Linked DNA regions of Gossypium arboreum: region 1 is linked to region 2. The links are chromatin contacts, called in public Hi-C maps. All regions are on one chromosome and are shown on one strand. The core of a region is the stretch at or near the end of the contact, and the rest is flanking DNA. Distances in the headings are between cores, read along the strand shown.

The links. Hi-C and Micro-C count contacts between places; a contact is called where the count stands out from the background.
Region 1: a contact with region 2 is called in a Hi-C map of leaf, with 2.6 times the contacts expected there. The contact joins the promoter of LOC108468018 here to the promoter of LOC108469863 in region 2. A contact is called at or near these places in 2 of 5 Hi-C or Micro-C datasets (both in leaf).

What each region holds. Positions count from the first base shown.
Region 1 is chr8:24,784,983-24,791,605 of ASM2569848v2, reverse strand. It overlaps LOC108468018, which reads left to right and starts at 4,130. Exons shown (of 6, transcript XM_017768870.2): 1 at 4,130-4,551; 2 at 4,631-5,175; 3 at 5,269-5,461; 4 at 6,622-6,623. The coding sequence starts at 4,297.
Region 2 is chr8:24,588,881-24,595,720 of ASM2569848v2, reverse strand. LOC108469863 (FT-interacting protein 3-like) reads left to right here and starts at 3,793. Exons shown (of 2, transcript XM_017770936.2): 1 at 3,793-4,018; 2 at 4,778-6,840. The coding sequence starts at 4,852.

The sequences.
Region 1 (6,623 bases), core at 2,881-5,380, 200 kb before region 2:
TGAATATGGATTGGTGTATAATACTAATTTCATGTTTTTAAAATTTGATGATATAACGAAATTTTATTGGTGCTTAAAATTAAGATTTTAGGATGATCCTAACATAAGTTATTTCTAAATATTAATAATTTCATTGTTAGAAAGTGTAGATGTTTAATTATTTATATTTAATAATATAATAATTTATTAATATAAATTATTCAATATTACAATTTTATTTTATAAGAAATTTTAAACATAATAATTTTAAAGTTTAAATAATATTCTTCATATATTATTAAAATTTTATATTAATAATAAATATTTTACAATATAAAGATTAAAATTATGCCATAAGTCCATGTACTCTTCATAAATTTGGAATTTAGTCATTGTACTTTTATTTTAGAAAGTTAGTCTATTTACTTTTGATTTCAAAATTGAGTCCAATTGTTAATCTTGTTAATTTTTTAATTTGTTGATGTGACATTTTAAATAAAAATACTCACTTGGTAATCATGTAACTAAAAATGACCTTTATAATAAACCTGAATTTTAACAAAATAATTTTAATAGTGTTAATAGCTAGATCTAAATTTTGAAATCTAAAAGTAGGACTAAATTCTCAAAAATAAAAGTACAAGGGCTAAATTCCAAATTTAATAAGAGTATAAGGACTTATGACATATTTTAACTTAGTATAAAATATTAATATTTTAATTATATAAATATGAGTATTTATTTAAATCATGCTTAGCTTCATTTATCCCTTCCAACTTTAACATGTCAATATGCACCCTTATATATGTAATTTAAATTAAGTTTTAATTAGGCATTATTTGTTATTAAGTTTATATATGATATTAATTATTACAAAAGAAATTATACTATGATATTTTTGTAATAAATATTTTTGTGTTGTGTTTGTTTTACTAAAACAACTTTTAGAAAATGATTTCAGAAAAATTGGCTAAACAAAAGAAAACATTTTACGCAGAATCACCCAAACATCAGAAAATATCAAATTTTCCAAAAAAATCAATCTATTTTTAAAAAATTATTTTATAAAAATTGTTTCCAGTGAAATAAACGCAGCCTTAGTTTGAGTCACATCTAAAAAACTGCCTTCCATGGTGGCTATGCCGAGCCTTTCGTAGGCGACGGTTTCTCTTTGGGCAAAGGTTTGATAGAGCCTATTTTGTGCCTCTTCTGTCTTCTCCCATGGCTTTTGTCATGCCACATATCGGTTTTTTAATTGTTTCTATCTTTCACTAATTGGTCAAATTAGTCTATAATATTTTCATCGGGTTAAATATATGTTATAAGTCCATGTACTCTTTATAAATTTAGAATTTAGTCTATATACTTTCATTTTAAGATTTTAATCTTTTTACTTTTAGATTTTAAAATTTAGGTTCAATATTTAACATTGTTATGATTATTTTGTTAAATTAAAATTAATTCAGTTTGTTACAACTTCATTTTCTTTAATAACATTGTTACCAAGTGAAAATTTTTTATTTCAAAATGTTACACCAAAAATTTAACATAAAAATTAATAGTTTTAACAATTGAACTTGATTTCGATCTGGAAAGCAAAGGGATTAAATTTTCGAAAATAAAAATATAAGGATTAAATTATAAATTATGAAGAGTTCAAGGACCTATTGCATATTTATACCCTTTCATTAATGAAAAGAAAGCGTAAAACCGAACAGGTGAAGACTATTGCACAATTACTCGAGCTATAGCGCAACCATCCCTATCCTCGTGCATCACAAGTAGCAGCTCCTCTAGCGGATGTTGCAGTATTTGCAGCCCTATTTCTCGCTCCACTGCCAATTTAGCCAATTGACCCGTCGCCTAGCATTGGCCGGTGGTCCTTTGATTCTATTCCTCAACGCTAGAGCAACGCTTAAGTTATCCGACTCAATCATTAACCGTCGATATCCCTTTTAACACAGTTTTTAATACTAATTCAATCTAATTTTTTTTTTAAGATTCAATTGATTTTTTTTTACTAAATACGTTTTAGATCTTTCACTTAAAAATAATAAAATAAATAAAGGAGATTTAAAATTCTATATTAATATTAACTATTTGTTCAAAATGTACAACTCCATTAATTGAAGAGGACAAGTTGAAATATACAGACTGTTGGTGCTGCCGTGTCTGGGTTGAATTTGACTTGTATAATTTCCTTAGATCTTCCCAGAGTTATTTGTGGCGTAGATTATGGTTGGGGCTATTGTTATTGTCATTCACATTCAAATGCAGTGGCTTATGCCGTCAATTATGTCAATATATATATATATTTCATTTAGAATTAACAAATTTTTCCATAAAAAATATCTTATCTGTTACTTCACATGAAAAGTCTTACTACTTATAGAACAGAAGACGAGTTTGTTGCAGCTGGAGGGTTTTTACGGGATCATAATGGGAGATGGATTATTGGCTTTACTAGTTATTTGGGTAATTATTCTGCCCTTGATTCTGAGCTTTGGAGCATTCTTAACGGTTGAAACTCGCTTTTGATTGGAGACTTGAAAGAATTTTAATTTAAATAGATAGTATTGAAACAGTTAATATTATTCAAGATGAAGATCGAAAGCATTTTCATTCCGCTTTAATAAGAAGAATCCATTATCTTTTGAAACTCCTCAGTCAATGGAGTATCGATTCAGCATATTCCTCGAGAAGAGAATAAAATAACAGATAGAGTTATTAAGACTATCCGTAACAGAAAAATTAGGTTAAAATTATTAATAGGCCCCATTGCGATATATTACACTTATTATTTAACTTTTGATTTACATTTCTTTCAAATAAAAAGAATCTTACTACTTAGATTTGAGTGACAGTGCATTAAACCCAAAACAGGTTATGCATTTACATTTATTTAAGCAAATCAAAGTTACTTCCTTTTTCTTTTTTATGTTAATATGTTGTTTCATTTGGACAAAAGAAATTAATACCCAAAAAATGTCCACTTTGTTTTAGGTATAGGCAACACAAAGCAGAGCCTTAAATTCTGTGTTTTGTTGTAATCCTTTGTTCGGTAGAATAGCAGTAGGAAAAAAAAAAAAACTAATCCTATTCTAAATGAAGGCATTTTAGATGGATATTTCTTTTAGTGTGATGTATTTAGTTTTTATTATTATTTTATTTTATGTTACAATATCGTTATAATATTTAATCTAACAGTTACGGATATTTTTATATTAATTATAAATAAATGCACCGCCATTTAAAATGACTTAGAATAATTTTAACTAATGCAAAAAATAAATAAATAAAATTTTAGACTGAAATTCGAGAACCGTTGCTCACGAGTATGATGTATTGTTTAAAGGAGCAAAAAAAAAAATGTGAATGAAAACGTGATAACATCCATCTCCGTTTTAAAAGCAAGAAAAATATTAACCAAAATTAACGTTCTCCTCGATGTAAAATGTGAGACAGTGTGCCTTACCACATGTTTATATGGTCACCAAGTCACGCCTCCTTTGATATTGTTTATTAAATTTAGGCCAGAGTTTTATATATAGTTTAGGATAAATTTTACTATTAGCCCCTGTACTCTATGAAGTTGTGGATTTAGTACTTGTACTTTAATTTCATCATTTTTAGTTCTTGTACTTTTTAAACTTTTAAATTTTAGTCTTCACCAAAAATAATAATTGTTAAATTCATTCAATTAAGGTCTATTATTTTCAAAATTTAATGCGACAAACATATTATATCATTGTGTAATGCCATGTTAACTTATTATTTTCACATATTACTCACTAATAAATTAATTAATAGATTAACAACTATCATTTGCTTCAAAATTAAAATTTCAAAAGTATATAAACTTAGAATGATCCAATTAAAGAATATGAGCTAAGTCTACAACTGTACATATAATACAAGACTAATAATTGAATTTAACAGAACAAATTTAACTTCTACTATTTTGTCCAAGACTAAAATTTTAAAATTCAAAAAGTATAAGGACTAAAATTGATCAATTTAAAGTGTACAGAACTAAATTTGATTATATTAAAGTATAAGGATTAAATCCATAATTTTTGCATAGTATAGGGTCTAATAACAAAATTAAACCTATAGTTTACCTCTAGCCTCGACTTGCCCCACATAACCAAACTTTTTAAAGTCATTAAGAAAGTTTCATTTGACCTTAATACATAAACCAAAACGACATGCAATTCCACCCTTGGCCTGCCCTTCTTAATTTGGTCTATTAGCTGATAAAGGATCGATCCTGGTTTGGTCGAGGTGGAGAAGTTTGAAGGGGCTTTGAGCTTAGCAATGTTAGGTATAAAGAAGAAATACTATGTTAAACAAGAATTGGACTATGACAAGCCCTCCATCCATGGAAGAATAAAAAGGAACAATAATAATGATCAGAACCATCAAACCGGTTTCTGTCTTATGTCCATGTTGGAGTTACAAAAACCCATTATCGATACGCCTTGTTGGCCTGTCAAGAAGGCGGCGGCTTCCACTATCATAGCTGTCTTTCTCATTACCGTTCTGATGGTTTCCGTTGGTTGGCTTGATATTGTAAGTCTTGCACAACCCTTAATTATATATATGTATATGTATACGTATGTTTATAGCTGTTTTTTTTTTTTCTATGTAGTCCTTTTCAGCTTCGTATCAAAATATGGGCGTGGGTTCCAAATCAACAACGGCAAGACACAAGCCCGAGTTCCCACTAGAATGTTCCACTGAAAACCAGACACAAACATGTCGGAGGGACTATCCTACCACCACCGGTATTCCACCCATGAACACATCAAAAGTTGAATGCCCGTCGTTCTTCCGATGGATCCATGAAGATTTACGGCACTGGAAGCAGACAGGGATCAGCCGAGACATGATCGAGGGGGCACGCAAGACGGCGCATTTCAGGCTGGTGATAGTGAAGGGCAAAGCATACGTAGAGAAATACAGGAACTCGATACAGACCAGAGATAAGTTCACTTTGTGGGGCATATTGCAGCTTCTAAGGATGTACCCTGGAAGGTTGCCGGACTTGGAGCTGATGTTCGATTGTGATGATCGGCCGGTGGTTCGTTCAAGGGATTTTCAAGGTCCAAATGCCCGACCACCGCCGTTGTTTCGGTATTGTGCTGATGAATGGAGCTTGGACATTGTGTTCCCAGATTGGTCCTTCTGGGGCTGGTAATAATGGATTAATTTACAAAATATATACGATTACTTTTCTTTCTAGTGTTTATGAAACTAAAGAGTGTGAAATGGTTAATTTGTTATTAGGGCTGAGACAAATATAAGGCCATGGAGAAATGTATTGAAGGAGATAAAGAAGGGCAACGAGAGGAGGAAGTGGAAGGAAAGGGTGCCTTATGCTTATTGGAGAGGGAACCCCAGCGTCGCCCCTACCAGGAAGGACCTTATGAAATGCAATGCTACCGACAAAAATAACTGGAACACCCTCCTATACGTTCAGGTCAGTCAAAGATTTTACCATTTTCTCCCTTCTAAATGTGTACTGTCATGGAAATTTCCTTCGGTTGTGTTCCACCGCTAGATGCGCATTGCTTCCGTGTTAAAGCGGAAAAAACAACATCCTTTTCTGTATTGGGAAAATTTTAGTCCGTATTGATCTACCAGTTCGTCCTGATAGTATCCGCCGATGCATACTATTTATGTATTAGTCAAAAAGGTAAACACATTTAAAATATAAAATTAAAATATAATACAAAAATTCACCCGATTATAAACACATTTAAAATATAAAAATTAAAAATAATACAAAAATTCACCCGATTATAAAATAAAAAAATCCTTACTCATCATCTAACTTCTTTTATAAAAAAAAAACTTCACCCTTCGAATTTTTTCCTTGTTAAATTTAAATTTAAATTTATTGAATGGTGAATTTTATATATGGAGTTTATTAACAAGTATTTTATATAATTAATGAATATTTTATATTTAAAATATATTCAGTATCATTTATTTTATATTTATTAAAAAATATCGATAAATGTAAAATAATATTCTAAAATAGACCAATAACAATATACTAATTTTAATAAAAATGATGCGTTCACCGATGTGATACTGGCTATCTAGGAAATTTCTCAATGGTGATATTTATATTTACAAATGGTTGAATTATTTGGCCGGCCTTATATTATAGAGTAATTAATGAATACAATTATAAATTGGGGTAAAAGGTAAAGTTCTAAATAAAAATAACTTTACATACTAAAAATATTGATTTGTGTCTTTAACTGATAAAGCATATTTACAATGTTTTTAAGTGACTAAAAAAAAAGTGTTGGATCATGGATGAAGTAATAAGATATAGTGTGCTTCAATGAAAAAAGGTAAATTTAAATATTAAAAATAATATTATAGGGATGAAAGAAAAAAATATGAATTTTAAATGATAATAACTAAATTATTCACTTTTCTTTTATTGTATCATTATAAAAGTTGCATTTTTCTTTAAAGTTTAAGCTTATTTTGCAGTTTTACCTATGAGCTGCGGAAATAAATTTATCAAGCTCCTAAACCTATAATATAGGGACCTATCAGGAAATTTTACCATGTAGAGATACAGTCCTTGTATTGTTAATTTTGTTATATGTTTTATTCCAGGA
Region 2 (6,840 bases), core at 2,544-5,043:
CATCAGAACATAATTCCAAACCATTATCTGTGCGAAGGTGTTTTATCTATTTTCTTGTATGCTTCTCGATCATAGTTTTCAAATTCTTAAACGTGGGCAACATATCACTTTTTTGCTTTAAGAAAAATGCCCAAACTTTTCTGGAAAAATCATCAATGATCGCCAACATATAATTAGCTTCACCCCTCGAAGACACTTTAGATGGTCCCTAAAGTTCAGAATGAATATTGTCCATCGTTCCCTTCGTGTTATAGATTCCTCTGGTGAATCGAACTCTCTTTTACTTCCCAAAAACGCAGTGCTCACAAAACTTCAATTTACTAATGCCTTATCCATCAAGAAGTCCTCTTTTGTTCAATTCTTCCATGTCGTTCTTACTCATATCCTAAACACATATGCCAAAGTCTAGTAACATCATCATTTGACAAGGAAGAGGAAACGATAGCTGGATCATCAATAAAAGTTAAACCTTGTAACACATATAACTTGGAAGTCTTTCTTTACCCTTTCATCACAACGAGGGAGCCCTTGCTAATCTTCAGAACTCTACTTTCAGCTATGTACTTGTGCCCTTTTGAATCAAGAATTCTCAACAAAATCAAATTCCTCTTCAATTCTGGTACATGTTGTACGCCAGTAAGTATTCTAATGATTCCATTGAATATATTAATTTTGATCATGCCAATACCTACGATTTTACATAAAGCATTATTTCCCATCAAAACAACACCTTCAGACACAGTTTTGTATGTTGTAAATCAATCCCAATTGGGACTTATATGGAACGTGCAACCAAAATCGAAGATCCACTTCTCGTTCACTTTAGAGTTGTCTACAGAAGCAACTAGAAGTTCACCATCACTATAGTCTTCTGCTACATCAGCTTCACTAGATTGTTCTGGTTATTTTCCTTTTTGATTCGCAGCCTCCCTTTTGATCTTGTTCTGCAACTTATAGCACTCATACTTAATGTGCCCTTTCTTCTTGCAAAAGTTACAAGTTTTACCTCTGCTTGAAGATCTCGATCTACCCTTAGATTTACTGCAAGGATTTCATTCCTATGTCCTCCCACGATTATCATCAGTATTTCATTCTTGTCTTCCATGAATAATGAGACCCCTCTCTGAGAGTTAGATCCAACCACAAGATTTTTCATCTTGTCATACAAAGTTAAGGAAACATAGACTTCATAAACTATAAGAGATTCTCGGCTACACAAAATTGTATCTCTAAAGGTTGGATAAGACGGGGGCAACAAACAAAGTAGAATTAACCCTAAATCTTCTTTATCATACTGAACCTCCATGGCCTCTAAGTCTGAGAGAATTTCTTTAAACAAGATTAAGTGTTTGTGCACAGACGCACCTTCCTCCAAACGATGAGCATAAATATGTTGCTTCATATGCAACTTGCTAGTTAGGGTTTTCGACTTACATAGTTGCCCAAGCTTCTTCCATAATGCAGTGGTGGTCTTCTCCTTCAGCACACCCTGTAAAATTTCATTAGACAGATCCAGTTATAATTGCGTTAAAGCCTTTCGATCTTTACATCTCTTCTCTTCATCTGTCAATGTTGAAATCATCTTATCTAACCCTAGTGGGGCATCCTCTAAATCCATTTGCGCAAGAATTGCCTACATCTTTGCCTGCCACAACGCAAATCTAGTGTTGCGATCCAACAGAGGAATATCATACTTCATTATCACTATTACTGTGATCGAGACAAGCAACTCGAAAAACTCTGATACCAGTTTGTAGAACTAACATCGATAATGACAATATAGAACGATCGCAAAGCAAAAAAAAAAAAAATAAGAACACATAGATTTTACGTGGAAACCCTTTCGGGAAAAAAATTACGAGCAGAGGAGAAGAAAATTCACTAATTTCGAATTCGAATGATACAAGAGGAGTTAATTTATAGGTTGAAAAAACATTATTCTAATCAATGTCAAATAGATGAAGTGTAGTAAGGTTGAAAAATCTTATTCTAATTAATGTAAAATAATAATAAAAAGTATAGTTCTATATGGATTTTACTTTTATTTTATTTTACCACTTTATTTTATTTTAACAATGATCCGAGTCACTTAGCTCTAACAAAGAGTATTTGGAATAAGGAAATCTTGATAATCTTAATGATGTAGATTCAAGTCGAAATGATAATAAAGAGCACATGTTAAATATTAAAGAGGGACTAATCCGACAAATATGTACGAGAACAGTTAGATAAAGTTATATATAATGTTTATTTTCTTGCTATTTTTTTAGTAATCGTATATCAACTACTTTTTATATTGGCATAATACATATGATGATTTGATTTTAATTTTTGTTACATGTTTAAAAATTATTTTTATCATACTAATAATTTTTATATAAATTATATAATTGTATAATTATAATTTATACTACAAATATGGCATAACAATTACGATATAATTACATTTTATCAACCAAATATATGTAAAAAAATTACAATTTTTATTATTAAACTTTCATTCAACTATTCTATACATATTTAAATATGCAAAAAAATCCTAATTAATTTTACATGAGAACAATTTTACTCATTTAAGTTGTTTTGTACATAATAAAATCAAGTTTGACTAATTTAGGAATTTTTTGGATAGAATACTAAGTTATGAATTTCAAATTTGTTTTCCTCTTTTACTGTAAATAATTGTATTTTTATTTCCCAAAACTAATTAGCTGGTGTTATTAAATGTTAGCACATTGAATAAGGAAAGCATGAATACTAGTCCTTGAACCAAAAAGTTTTGCTTTATTCTATTTTGCTTTTTAATTTCCTGTTGATCAACTAAATAAAATCTGGAAAATGAATGGAGGAGGAAAGCCCACAACAAAATTCATTTTTAAAAAATAATTATTTTTATTAATAAAAGCAATACATTAAAACCATTTATCTGGCCAATTGATAAATTATTTTAATTGATACCTAATTATACCCTAAAATTTAATAAAATAAAGAGTTAAAACTTTTCATTTCGTAAAAACATTAATGAACAATGTAACAAATTCATATATTCATTTTTTTTTTTTGAACCAATCATCTAATTTTCAGTTAAGTTGTCAAAATAATTTGAAAAACACGCTAAATTAAATTAAAGAACAGTCAACTAAAGACGACATCGACACGCAATTTGAAAAGAATTACCACACGTGTCAATAAAGTACAGCGCGTGCCATTACGAGCACATTCAAGAGTGTTGAAATTGTATTAAAAAGAAAAAAAAAACGTCAACACCCGTATCGTTGTCGTATAAGATTAGAAGTGAAAAACAAGGTCGATATTTCTTGAAAGACCCTTTTTTATACTTTTTTTCATTTTTAATCCTTCTATTGTAATTTGACCCTTTCTGATCCTATATTTTCGAAATAGGTGGTTATTTTTTTGTTAATTTTTTCAGATAATTTGGAATGGTTTAATTTTAAAAATATGATGATTTGGCATATAAATTTTGATATTTTTATATGGTAACAATTTTTTACACGTTTAAAGAAAAGAAAACTGTATAATATTTATCCAAAACTAAAAATAATTGCAAAGTATACATGCCGCAGCATCATATATTTTAAAAAATCCAAGTGAAATTATTTAATAAAATTTAAAAATACACATTTTGAAAAAGTAAAAGGTTAAAAATGACAAATTTTAGCACATAAACTAAATTTCCCAAGAATGTTACAGGGACTTTCGTGAAATTTAACCAAAAGGGAAAAAAGGAAAGTTGGAAACTGATAATTAAATTTAAACAGTGAATCCCTTCTTATTTCGTTTTGATTTTTCTTTAATTTATCTCCATCATCTTCAGAAAAAAACATTTCATTTTACTCGTTTTAGACGACTCTCTGATATTCTCTCGGTCAAACTGTATTTTATTTCTAAATTTTTAAATTAATCTCCTTCTCTCCTAAGTTTCATAGATGCTATCATATACACTCCTTTCAAGCTTCCTTTCACTTTCCTAACAGAGCTTTCAGCTTTTAAAACAGAGGTCAGTTGTTTTTAATCTCTTTAAATTCCCTTAAATTCTTTTCTTCTTGTTCGATGATTTTATTTAATTTTTATTGTGTATTCGGGGTTTTTTCTACTCTTGGTATCTGATTGTTGGGTGTTCTTTGAAACCTGAAAAAAGTAAGCTGATTCTTCCTTTTCTTTCTTCAAACTTTAAAAAAAAAAAAAATAGACGCTTTTCATAGAGGAAAGTTTTTGCTATAAGTTTCTTAAATAACAAAAAAAAAAAACCCAGTAATTGTTTCCCAGAAGGAAACATAGACTGAGCTTTGATTTTGTAAAAGGATCAAAAAGATCCTATGTGTGTGTATATATATATTCTGATGTGAAACTAAAGTATGGTATCTTTCTCTCAGAATCTTGCTTTAGTATGAGAAAAAAATTCATGGAATTATTTCCCCTTTTTAATCTCTGACTGGAATCTCAACTTTCCTTTTTCATAATTTTACATGATAAAATTACAGATTATATACTGCTTTGTTGTCAAGAATTTGGAGAATTTAAATTGAAAAAAATAGTTATTTATATATAAAAAAATTCATTGCAGTTTCATGCTAATTCTCATTATACTGGGTTCTTGTTGTATTAATTTGTTGTGTTTTGCGCTTTTTTGCATTTTCAGTGCTTATATCCTTTCGATATTGCTTGCTTATTTGTTCATGGAGGGACTGAAATTCATCTGTTTTAAATTCATACATGAATTATCATTGTTAAACTGTTAGTTTTCTTTTTATTTCAGGTATTATTTTGATCGACTTCAATTATCGATAGTCAATAAAGTGATTTCTGGTTCCGGTTTGATTGATACAAACTATGAGTAGTCTCAAGTTGGGGGTGGAGGTGGTGGGGGCGCATGACCTGTTAGCCAAAGATGGGCAGGGATCATTCTGTGCCTTTGTGGAGCTCGAGTTCGATGGCCAGAGATGCCGGACCACTACTAAAGAGAAAGATCTCAATCCGGTATGGAACGAGAGTTTCTATTTCAATGTATCGGATCCAAACAAGTTGTCAAGCCTCCCACTTGAAGCTTTTGTTTACAACCATAACAAAGCAAACAACGCGAAGACTTGTCTTGGGAAGGTTCGACTCACTGCACCATCGTTCGTGAATTACTCCGATGCGGTTGTTTTGCACTACCCTCTTGAGAAACGAAGCATTTTCTCCCGTGCGAAAGGAGAGCTTGGTTTGAAAGTGTTTGTTACTGATGATCCTTCGATAAAACCTTCGAATCCACTTCCAGCCATGGAACCGGATGTAGTCCCGAAGTCAATTTCCAAAGAGAAAAATGGCAAAAGACACACATTTTTTCATCTTCCAAATGCAAAGCAGCCACAACAGCAGCAGCAAAAAGTTACCCCAGCACCACCCCAACAACAAATGAATTATGGAGTACATGAGATGAAATCCGGACCACAGGCGTTCCCGGGTTCATCATCTCAACCATTTGATTATGCTCTTAAAGAGACAAGTCCATTTCTTGGAGGAGGACGAATTGTTGGAGGCCGAGTCATACGAGGAGACAGACCAACCAGCACCTATGACCTTGTTGAGCAGATGAGATTCCTTTTTGTACGAGTGGTGAAAGCCCGAGATCTTCCTTCAAAAGATGCGACAGGCAGCCTCAATCCGTATGTTGAAGTGAAAGTAGGAAATTACAAAGGAATCACGAAGCATTATGAAAAGAAACAAAATCCAGAATGGAATCAGGTGTTTGCCTTTTCAAGGGAAACAGTGCAGTCATCTGTGCTAGAAGTTGTTGTGAAGGATAAGGATTTAGTGAAAGATGACTCTGTTGGGTTCGTGCGCATTGATCTCCACGAGGTTCCTACAAGGGTTCCACCTGATAGTCCGTTGGCTCCAGAATGGTATCGGTTAGAAGATAAGAAAGGAGAGAAAAAGAAAGGAGAACTGATGCTTGCAGTTTGGTATGGCACACAGGCTGATGAGGCTTTTCCCGATGCTTGGCATTCGGATGCTATTGCTCCAGGTGATAGCACTTCAGTTTCCCCGACATATATCCGCTCAAAGGTTTATCACTCTCCGAGACTGTGGTATGTCCGTGTCAATGTTATTGAGGCTCAAGACCTTGTTCCAGCTGACAAGAGCAGGTTTCCTGATGCATATGTTAAGGTTCAGATTGGTAACCAGATCTTAAAGACAAAACCAGTCCAAACTCGAAATATGAATCCAATCTGGAACGAAGAGTTTATGTTTGTTGCTGCCGAACCCTTCGAAGATCATCTGACTTTTACAGTTGAAGATCATGCAGGTCCTAATAAGGATGAGACCATTGGAAGGACTGTCATAGCATTGAACTCCATTGATAGGCGTGCTGATGATCGCTTTGTCCGTACCCGGTGGTACAACCTGGAGAAATCTTTATCCGATGCCATGGACAGTGATCGTGCAAAGAAGGATAAATTTCATAGTAGGCTCCATGTTTGTGTTTGCCTTGATGGAGGATACCATGTTCTTGATGAATCAACTCAGTATAGCAGTGATCTCCGGCCAACAGCAAAGCAGCTCTGGAAATCGTCAATTGGTGTTTTAGAACTCGGAATTTTGAATGCTGACGGGCTCCAACCAATGAAAACTAGAGACGGAAAAGGTACATCTGATACATATTGTGTTGCAAAGTATGGCCATAAATGGGTTCGAACTCGAACCATAGTAAATAGCTTGAATCCAAAATATAATGAGCAGTACACCTGGGAAGTTTATGATACAGCCACGGTTCTCACGGTGGGGGTCTTTGATAACTCTCAGATTGGAGGTTCCGATAATAGCAGAGATAACAAAATC